Regions from separate parts of the Danio rerio genome. Here region 2 is linked to region 1. Evidence: chromatin contacts called from public HiCAR-type data. All regions are on one chromosome and are shown on one strand. The core of a region is the stretch at or near the end of the contact, and the rest is flanking DNA. Distances in the headings are between cores, read along the strand shown.

Evidence for each region. HiCAR-type assays count read pairs that join an accessible place to other places.
Region 2: a contact with region 1 is called in a HiCAR-type map of caudal fin, with 19 times the contacts expected there. The contact joins the enhancer-like site here to the promoter of rps6kb1a in region 1. A contact is called at or near these places in 12 of 18 Hi-C or Micro-C datasets (caudal fin, embryo, fibroblasts and 5 more) and 3 of 4 datasets of contacts at active chromatin or transcription factors (caudal fin, embryo and gastrula embryo).

Annotation. Positions count from the first base shown.
Region 1 is chr10:33,109,925-33,115,302 of GRCz12tu, reverse strand. It overlaps rps6kb1a (ribosomal protein S6 kinase b, polypeptide 1a), which reads left to right and starts at 2,319. Exons shown (of 15, transcript XM_685634.10): 1 at 2,319-2,538; 2 at 4,750-4,793; 3 at 4,882-4,999. The coding sequence starts at 2,467.
Region 2 is chr10:33,203,421-33,209,328 of GRCz12tu, reverse strand. The region is part of intron 2 of LOC137496591 (a long non-coding RNA gene); the gene reads left to right. Among named protein-coding and RNA genes, the nearest start is that of ptrh2, 20 kb to the left of the region's middle. Within about 2 kb of position 2,703, at least 13 of the 62 cell types and tissues checked have an H3K27ac peak or open chromatin away from gene starts, as enhancers often do. A contact at or near this core is called in caudal fin, gastrula embryo and skeletal muscle, where this site is marked.

The DNA of each region.
Region 1 (5,378 bases), core at 1,070-3,569:
ATACTGCTCCTTCAACAGACATTTATTAACTATAAGAAACTTTGCAAGTACGTGTCAACAACTAACTTACACTAACCCTACTTATAAGCTAATGAGAATTAGTTGGCATGTAGATGCAATGTAACTTAAATTCAACAAAATGTATTAAAGGGACCGTCAAAATGAAGTCATACCATAGCATTATCCTAATTAAATGTTTTTAAAAGAAGATACGCAATGACCTACAAGCTAAATAATATTTTCAAAATTTTTAGAGTAAAGGTAACTCATCACAGCTGTCAAAAGCAAGTGCACTTATAATGAAAAGTGTTGAAGTCCAGGTAAGTCAGGGGCCCGTCCCGTCCCGTCACATGAATGAATGATGTGCTGTCAGCGAACAGGAGAACACTGGCGCACCCAGGCTGAGTCAGACCCAGGTGTAAACGTTACCCAGCCTGACGCAAATCATGGGTGTCTTTCCTCAGGTAAACTCTCATGAGCTTGTAACTACTATTCCCATGACACGCAAAACCCACAGGTGTGTTTCATTAAAACACGAATGGAGAAAACGGACACATTTTTGGGGAGCAGTGAGCCCTATTCCACTTCAAATAAACAGCCATACTATATGATACGCACTGTTTTAGTGTCAAGTTAAAAAGTGAATTAGTGTTTGATGAGAAAGATGAATGAGTTATGTCTCGTTTTTTCCTTGGAAAGTCCCCGTAACAGTAATTTGCATAGTCATTTTTTGTTCTGCTTAGTGACACACAAAGTGCCCGTTGTAATCCATTCATGTGGTGTTATAAGAGGAACAGAGAATTGTGGCTATCCAGCACTTCGTAACAATGTGTAGTGTGTGGGCTTGTGTCTTTCTTCTACTATCCTTTAAAATGGCTGCAAGGGTAGGACAGGAGAGGAATAGCTCTTTACAAAAAAACAAAAACAATAATAATCCAATAGTCAATGCAACTCCAGGATAGATATATTTTCATGGCACAATAATTTATGTACGTTTGTTATGGTATTTTAGTATATTACATTGTTGTTATACATTTTAACTAATCATTTGGCAAAAGTAGATAGAACAGAGATAAAACTGCTACATGCTTTAATATACCACAGTTAAAGTCAGAATTATTTGCCCCCTTTAAATTGTTTTTCTTTCCAAATATTTCCTAAATTATGTTTAACAGAGCAAAGAAAATTTCACAGTATGTCTGATAATATTTTTTTTCTTCTGGAGAAAGTCTTATTCGTTTTACTTCAGCTAGAATAAAAGCAGTTATTACTTTTTAAAAATATATTTTAAAGGTCAAAATTATTAGCCCCTTTAAGCTATATATTTTTTTCGATTTTCTAGAACAAAGCATCGTTATACAATAACTTGCCTAATTACCTAACCTGTTTAGTTAATCTAATTAACCTAGTTACGCCTTTAAATGTCACTTTAAGGTGTATAGAAGTGTCTTAAAATATTTTGTAAAATATTATTTACTGTCATCATGGCAAAGATAAATCAGTAACTAGAAATGAGTTAATAAAACTATTAGAAATGTGTTGAATAAATCTCTTCGTAAAACAGAAATTGCATGGGGAAAAAATAAACAGGGGGGCTGATAATTCTTCAACTGTATATAAAAGATAGAATGGAAAGAAAATAGAAATTGATAAAAGATTTAGAGGACCAGAGTATTTTGGATATGCTAGAAAACAGGAGTGTTGACAAATTAAACGAAACATACTATGACGATGCTTAAGAATGACTAAAGATTGGATTAGCTGACAACTCAGCTGACATTAGATCAAATTAATATTAGGACGGAGACATAACAAGTCTGTATTTGTATATCTGAATTCACTATTATGAAGTGACCGTGATATTGATCTGCAATCAAGTAGCCTATTGTTGAATGCCAGCACTTCTAAACTGATTAAAATAGAATCGCACACTTGACTGATATGAACTATTAATTCTAACAATTCTAATATAGAGAGTACACAATTTTATTGTCGTACCTATTTTAAAACACAGGATCACAAGACCGATTGTGCAATAACTGTCTGAAAGTCATGACAAGTTGTTCGGAGCTATGGACGCAATCAAAACATTATCCAGTCTTTTGTCGACATCTATTGGTAACTCAGTGATACTACACCTAAAACCAGCTTCCTAAACACCCAAAATGACGTGTGTCTATATTTAACACACTCTTACCTCGACTTTGAATCTGTCGGAGTAAAAAGCAACACATTCGTGTGTTTGTTTGATTAAAATGGTCAATCTGTTTGTTGACTTTTGTTTTACACATTTCTGAGCATGCGCACTGACGCCCTGTGACATTCTGATTTACGTTTACCGGTAGTTGATCTCCGTTGGGGAACGTTGCGTACCGGAGCCGGTTATGGCGTCGGTGAGTCGTGCTGGATCATGAGGCGTCGGGATTCGTCTTAATTCGGGTATTGGAGAGTAAGGAGACTGTGGCCATGGCTGGGGTGTTTGATATCGATTTGGACCCGCCGGAGGACAACGTGTCAGATGAGGAGCTCTCCGACGGGGTATGTACCCGTTAACCGGCTCGTTTCAGATTTTCCGCATTGACTGAACCGGCCTGAGAATAGAGCCAACACCTTACCGTTTTAAAAGCACGGCTTAAAAGTGCTATGGCTGTACTATGGTAAAGTGTGACAGTACCGTGGTCGGCTATTATATAATTGACAAGTTATCACTCAATTAGTCCAACACATTAAACCCAAGTTACAATGGTGTGTCTGAAAAAGCTTAGAATAGTCCACTAATCTCTTTTTAATCATGTTTTAAAGCTAAAGATTTAAGGGTTTTGGCTGGTCTAAGCTGGATATTAGCTGGTTCAGGCTGGTTATTAAGATGGTGGGTCTTGAAACGGCAACAAACCATCCACTAGCTAAAGTTAGTCATATCAGATATAATGTTAACTACTAGCTGATTATTTAGGACAGAATAGCTGGTCAGCACGTTATTGATTAACTGAGACAGCTTAAAAAAACAACAACAAGCCTTCTTTTCAGAAACCTGAAACTTTGAAAGTCAAGATAAACATATAGATGCAAAACAAAATTGTGGTCACCAAATATACACTGTCTCATAAAGCAAATTGCTAATCTGTTCAAGAACAAACATTGTTTAGAACATTTTCTAATCTACAACCTCAGCCAACAATCATGTGTGCTTTCATGACAATGTTTTGTTGCAAAGCAAAACAATTGTTCACTAACTCACAGGAGCTGACGGTTTGTTTACAACTATAAGAGGGAGGAAATATACCGTATTGTTCATCAGAATTGTACTATCTGTGCTTTTCTTGAATCCAGCAACCTGTATCATGTAGTTGTAAACAAACTTTGTTAACTTGCACATGAGTTTGGACAAGCAAATGCAATATTACAGTACCTGATAGGAAGCTGTCATGAACACACCCAAGGCTGTGGATGACTGATAATAATGTCTGAATAATCAGTTTCACACATATTATTACCGGTTTGCTTTATTAGACAGACATCAGTGTGTCTTGCTGAATTGCTGGTAATTTTATTATTGAGCAATTCCAGCATTATGGATGTGACATTTGTGGTAAAATCTCAAAACATAAATTCACAGAGAAAGTATTTCTTAAGGGTATATTAAAACTTCGGTTTATATTGTAAAAACCTCCAACCACAGAGTTAAGGGATCAGAAAAATATCAATCTGTAAACATTTTTTATATTTTAAATGAGGAAATAAACATTTGTTATGGATGTGTCCAAAATAGTCTGTGAGTTTACAGAATACAGCGTACTTTGTAGAAATTCTGTGAATTAAACTGCACAACCCAAAAGAAACAATGGTAATCAAAAGCATAAGAGTCGGCTCACTATAGAACAAAAACGATTGATTTTATTTTATTTGACTTTTTTTTTTTTTTTTTTTTACATTTATGAGGAAAAAGCTTTGTAATGGATGTGACCAACGTAAAATTGGCACTTGTGTGATTTTGGTTAATCAAATTTAATCATTTGAAAACATTAACAGTGACAATTTTTTAATATTTTTAAATCACTGTAAAATACTTGCTTACACACAAAAAAATGCAGATTTTGATATTTTGGTGGAAATGCAATTTTTTTTCATGGTAAGGTTGACATTTGCATGGAATTGCTCTATTATATATATTTCTTTGAGTCAAAAGTGCCAGTAGCCACTGAATTGTGTTTTATCAATCACCAAAGACCAATGAAAATGTATGTTCTAAACAAGAAAATAAGTCACCTACATTTAGGATGACTAGAGGGTTATAAAGTAACATATTGTTTTTCCTTTTTTTTGAAGTATCGTCCCTTTAAACTTAATTTGAAACACTAAACCTCATTGATTGCATAATCAATGGGGTTTAGTGTTTGACACATGTTTTTTTTTTTGTGTGTGTGTGAAAGTTTCAGGCTGTGCACTTGCATTGCCACTGAAACAAAAAGAAAACATTAAATATCCATTGCAGGTCTGAGTTGCATTGGTCAGACACTCTCACTATTGTTAGACTGGGTCCTGTAATGTGATAACAGCCGATCAGTGACCTTGATACTCTGTCTGGTGCAGGAGAGCCAGTACGCATCAGTCACTGCTATAGATTGAGCTTAAATAGCTTTGTCAGATCTGCACACTGTGTGCATTTGGTAAAAAGCTGCAGTGCACGTAAAAAAATCTCTGTAAACCTACTAAAATCACAAAACAAGTTTTCCTTTTTTTTGTCCACAGGCCAAGATTAATGAATATATAGACCAGTGCAGCGGTTTTGAGTTGTGAGTATGTCAAAGTGGACAAACTAAATTATATCCTTTGTATCTCTTATCCACAATTAAATATCTCTGTTTGAATGTTTTGGAGCAGTATGGAAGATTGTGAAAAGTTTGAGATCTCTGAAGACAGTGTAAATCAAGGAACTGAGAAGATTCGTCCAGAGTGTTTTGAGTTGCTTCGTGTTTTGGGTAAAGGTGGATATGGAAAGGTAAGCAAGACTAGCAGTGTTTGCTCCCTGCATGTGACCAAAATACAGCATGTATTTTGGACACACAATGTTGGCCAGAAAATAACAGTTGAAAGCTGTAGTTCAAACATTCTCTTGTTCTCAACAAAACTGCATTTATTTAAAGAAACATACTGTATAAATAGTTCTATTGTAAACAGTGTTGGGAAAGTTACATTTAAACATAAGTAATTACTAATTACATCATTACAGTTGTATTTAATTTACTTGTCTAAATAAAATGTCTGAAAAGTAATTAAATTACTTAATGATTATTTGAATTGCTTGACTAAATACTGTTCAACATCTCTATAAATCTCAATGCTTAAATTAAATCATTATAATTCTTTAAATCAGAGTT
Region 2 (5,908 bases), core at 1,454-3,953, 94 kb before region 1:
TACAAAAATGTTGTCAATAAATATCATATATTAAATATTATAAGTGCATATGTTAATAATATATGCACATATACTATATATTAATAATATTAATAAATATAATATTAATTATACATTAATAATAAATTCCATATAATTATTAATGAATATATTTTTTAACAAAAACAGAATTATTATAATACATTTTATATAATAATAAATATTTACATGCTTATTGTAAATAAATATGTACAAAAATGTTGTCAATAAATAGTATATAATACCTAAAATGTATATCTTTATGCAATTTGATCATAAAACAATCATATAATCTGTCAATAATTAATATTTCTGATAATTGTTATGTGAATTAAACACATACATACAAATAAAATACATTGTATTTATGTAAATAATGAACTTATATTTATTTTTTAAGATTTGTGATATTTTAAGGAAAAGTCGTTTTAAGGATTTTTATAAATAGCCTAATAGTAATAGTAAAGATAGCTATTTTAAGTCTTGATTATATAAATACAGTGGTAAAATAGGGATTCCTTTAATGCATAATTGCACAACATTAATATATAAGGCCATATTAATATTGTTACCTCTCATAGATTTTTAATATTTTGTTATATTTATATTTTTATATTTCATTTTTAACATTTTATCATAATGTTATGATTTTGTACTTGTAGCATACATAGTTAATACATTTATTTATACATGTCTGTGAAAATAAAATAGATTTGTGAAATTGTCTATTTACATTTACAATATGAAAATAATTGTCATCATTTCTGTTTTTTTTTTTTTTTTTTTTTTTTGGCATTTAAACAATTTAAAGCAGAATTGTTTGGGATGTAATCAGGATGTAATACATCATAGAGCTTATGCAATTGATTTCATTTTTCATTCAATTCTCTATTATGTCCAAAAGATGGCGCCATAGGCCAACGTGAGTCTTTGTTCCTTCTGTTACCAAATAGCTCAGATATTATCAAAGAGCCACACGTTTTGCCTCGCATTCAAAGCAGTGAATATTCTTGTTAGGTGTATTGCATAAAATCACTCAAGGAGGCTTATTTAATTTTCAACATATGTATTTCTGTAGAGTGATGATAGTATCTTTCTTTGAGCCTGTGAAGTTGTTGCCTGACCTGGATTTAGCAGTCATGTTTTTCCTCTTGATCTTTCAACAAATATACTTTGCGTTATGACGTAATGGCACGTCTATGGTCATATGATACATTGTGTGTGTGTGTATGATATATGATATATGACATCTTTCTATCATTCCCCGTGAGCAGTTTTAGTGCCACCGTTGGTTCTGAGATTTCAAGATGAATCAGCCTGAACTGTGAAAAAATATTTCAGTAATGCCAAAACAAGAAGAGAAATAGATCATACTTTGCATAAAGAAAATGTCGCTGAAATAAAGCAACTTTGATGAGTGAATTGTAGTTTTTAAGCATATTCTGTTAACATAAAAATGATATTTTTATTAAGTAATTTAAAAAAAAAAAAAAAAAAAAAATTATATATATATATATATATATATATATATATATATATATATATATATATATATATATATATATATATAGTTTTTTTTTTATTAAAAAAAACTTTAGTTCAAGTAACAATTCACACTGTTAACCGCTGGCTTATTACCAGTCTATAATTAAGATATTAACTGTTTATTGGCACTAATAAAGTATGATCTTATTCTACATCCCTAATCCTACCCAATAAACCCAACTAATACCTTACAAAATTATTTATAAGTAGCTAATTATTCGTTTATTGAGCTAAAAGTCTCAGTTAACAGTTTAATAGTGTAAATTGTATCTGAAAATGGGGCCCACAAGGAACCTGCACACCCAAAAATCTGCAGATTTCCACAAATTTATAGCCCATCATTGAGTCTATTTATTTAGTTGTGTGTTAATGTATATTTGTTAAGTTTTTTAATTAATTTCATTAATACTACTGACTAATATGAAAACGTTCACATGATTTACTTACAATACAGTTTGTAAAGTAATCATTTCGGTCTTTTAGTAAATATACGGTATATGAGAGACTTGCTTTGTTTACCAAATAAGTGGATCTAATTGGATTTGCATTGTAAACAGTCAATAAAAGTTTCAAATGTATTATTTTAATTTAACATAGGTTTGTAGTTAAGATTTACCCAAAATCCTTCCACATAAATCCACAGATTTTTCACAGTATTCTGCGCAAAAAAATGTCTGCCGATTCTGTCTGGCAATACTTAAAATAAAGTGAAACCAAAAAAAAGTTGAGATCAAACAATAATTGTCAGACTCTGACCCCTGCAGTAATAGATCAAACTATATACAAACATTGTTAGTATATAAATAAAAATCATCATATAACAGATGTTTTAATTATAATGATTAAAAAACAATATAATTGTTTTAATTTAATAGCAATAATGATTTAATTGTACTTATCTAAAAATATTGTTAGAGCATAAAAACTACAGTGACTCTTAATGTGATTTACTTTATGCAAAATAAACCCTTGTTTTCCCCTTTATCTTAATGGGAGTTATAACCTGGACATCTTGTCCTTACCTCTGAACTCATTTACTGTGGAAAAAAAAGATCTTCTTTGACTCATTTTGAGGTAAACATCGATGACTCGTTTTGATTACGTGATCTTGGTTTACTTCTCACTATTGACCAGTAGAGGGTGAAGGGTACAATTATCTCAAGAATACCTAATGTTAATTCAATCCCACTCTTGTGAAGTCATTCCTTCCTAATGCAGCTGTCAGTTCGTCAGGAATATGGAAAAAGGATACATAAAACCGATGAAAATGTTCTATATAAATTTATGGAGTTGTAAGTTTTTACTGGTCTCTTAATGAATGACAGGTGACCTTATAGGAGCTGCAGAAAGCTGCTAGTTGCTGAGATAAAGGTCTTTGGGAAGTTTTGGTGATTCGTTTCTGATGGCTGTGTTGTCCGGTGTCGTGTGAGCCACAGATCAGGCTTAACGTCTCCCTTTGTGTCTCTCAGTGGGAGACGGGAGCACGTGTCCTCTACCCCCTCACTGGAAAGTCAGTTGTTATAACTTCAACCAGCAGGCACTTTTATGGACCCTTGAACCAGTCCGCTGACCACTATTTTATTTTAAGTTGTAAGATATTATAGTTTGCGCCCTCTTGCTTTCAGCACCATCTCATGTTTCTGTTAAAATTGAAAGTAATGGATTTGTACTGTGTGTGTGTGTGTGTGTGTGTGTGTGTATATGTGTGTGTGTGTGTGTGTGTGTTTGTGTGCATGCATATTAAAAATTAAATAAAAATGCTAAATTAATTTGTGTTGGGACAACATAAATTAAGTAAACTTATTAGATTATTTACAAATTTAAGTGGATTAAACATAAAATGATTTATTGTTTTAGCTCATTTGAAATAAGTAGTTTGAACAAACAGCTAACATCATTATTACAGCGCACATAAAGTAGGAAAAAAATTATTTAGGCCTTATTTGTAACTTATTGTAAAATTATTCAGTTATTTTATTACTTTTAAAGATGCACATGACCTGTCTAGTCATCTCAACTTACATCAACTCAACATTAATCAATATTAAGTTAAACTTTGCATAACTTAAAACAAAACATTCAGTTGAAACCTGATTAACTTATTACAATATGTTAAATCAGTATAAAATTATTTGTTGTCTTGACGTTAATTAAATGAGGTTTTATAGTTAACTAAAACTTGATGCTTGAAATACTGAAACATTTCAGTTGCCAGAGGTATTTCTGATTTAAGCTTAAATTTATGTGCTAAAATAATATATAAATATTTTAGTATGTTTCCAAAACAAAATATTATCATCATACACCGTGTTCAAATTAGTTATTATGCCCTTACTTTATATTATTTTTATATAGTTGCATTAGAGTTTATTATTGAATATTCATATGACTGTACTTTATGGACTACTATGGTGTGACCAATGTTTACACTTAAACATGGTAATATCACTCCATCATGTTCTAAATAGACTATTACATTACAATATATACTTTGATAGGCATGTATAATATATTGTAATAAGATTGAACAATACATCTGTTGAGCATTGATTGTGTGTATCCACAATAGTCACATAGTCAGGATCGCAGGAACTATTAATCACAAAAAAAATTGAAACAAATCAACAGACAATGCCCATTTTCACAACAGAATGCTAACGAAAGACAGACTAAATTATATATATATATATATATATATATATATATATATATATATATATATATACATACATAAAATAAATATAATAAATTAATAATAGGAATAATAATGATACGTAAATAAATGAACAAAATGAGTATATATAAAGATAAAATTATAATAAAATAAAACACATAAATTCAATTATGCCATACCATAACTCAAAATACAGCTTTGAAGAAACATCATTAAAATCCAAGTAACTTAATGAAAAGCCTCAGTGGACGTATGAATGACACAGTTCAGGAATTCTAAGGAAAAATTTTCCTAATAATATTGTGCCACCCTTTGCTAGGATAGTGGTTTGTTACTGATCCAGTTTATCAGTATTTTTCCTGGCAGCAAACGCTAAAATGTCAAATAAGCGATTAATGAATTTTTCAGACAAATGTCCAACCGGGAGACCTAAAATCAAAGACAATGTAGCTGAGGTCCAAGCATACGGCTCATAAAAGTAACAACTTTTGACCAATAAGCTCTAATAAATATCTTTTTATAATTATTTATATAATGATGACCATGCTATTTTACATTTGATTGTTCCATTTATGCACTTGAATACTCCACAGAAAACCATAACACGCTGTTTATTTGACTTTACTTTTGCTCTGCAAAAAAAAAAATCATCTTAGTCAATCTAAATATGTCAAATATATGAAATATTTACAAAAGAGCTATTAATATTCAAATCATCTGGTGAAATTATATTCATATCGCAATATATATCGCAGCAAAACAAAATATCGCAATGTCATATTTTTCCAATATCATGCAGCCCTATATTGCACAGCATTAATATGTATTATGTACTACAGTATTTACATGATGCACTCTAAGGTGTGTTGTTGAATACTGTTGTGTTACTCTAGTAATACCAAAACCCTAGTAATTGCCCAAAACAAAGAATATTGTAGTATTTCATTGCATAAGACATTACCACACATTACCACACACAAATCAACAAATTTGAGCATTAAAACATGATGGCATTGCATTTCAATGTGGACATTTGAATGAAAGCTATAATTTTGCCAATCCTTAATACAAGTGGGTTTGTGTGTGTGTGTGTGTGTGTGTGTGTGTGTTTGTGTGTGTGTGTGTGTGTGTGTGTGTGTGTGTGTGTGTGTGTGTGTGTGTGTGTGTGTGTGTGTGTGTGTGTGTGTGTGTGTGTGTGTGTGTGTGTGTCGTAGTTTCCTCCAGCTATTTAGGGAAAAAAAAGCATGTATGTTTGTTCGTACAATAGCATTTTACCATAATCAGCTTTGAACCATAATTTGATGTAAGGCTATTAGTCTATTTACTCAGTGTGATTTAACACTCTTGTACATTATAAAAAATGTACCTGGCTTCCGTCATTAAAGGACGTACCCTTTGTTTCACAATAGAAATAGCTGCCAAGTGTGTCTGAAGATTTGTAGAATGTGCTCAAATTATTACAAATTCTAAAATAAAAATAAATATTTGGTGCCCTGAAGCTGTATTTAATGATCAGCAGTATAAATGCCAGGGCTGGTTCAGTGGGATTATGTTTCATAATCATCTTTGGTGTGTCGCTGTTTATACAGTTGCACTTTAGTCTAAAAACAATGAATGTGTTATATAATTTTGGCATGCTTGCTTTGCTGTAATAAAGAGTAAAAAGACATT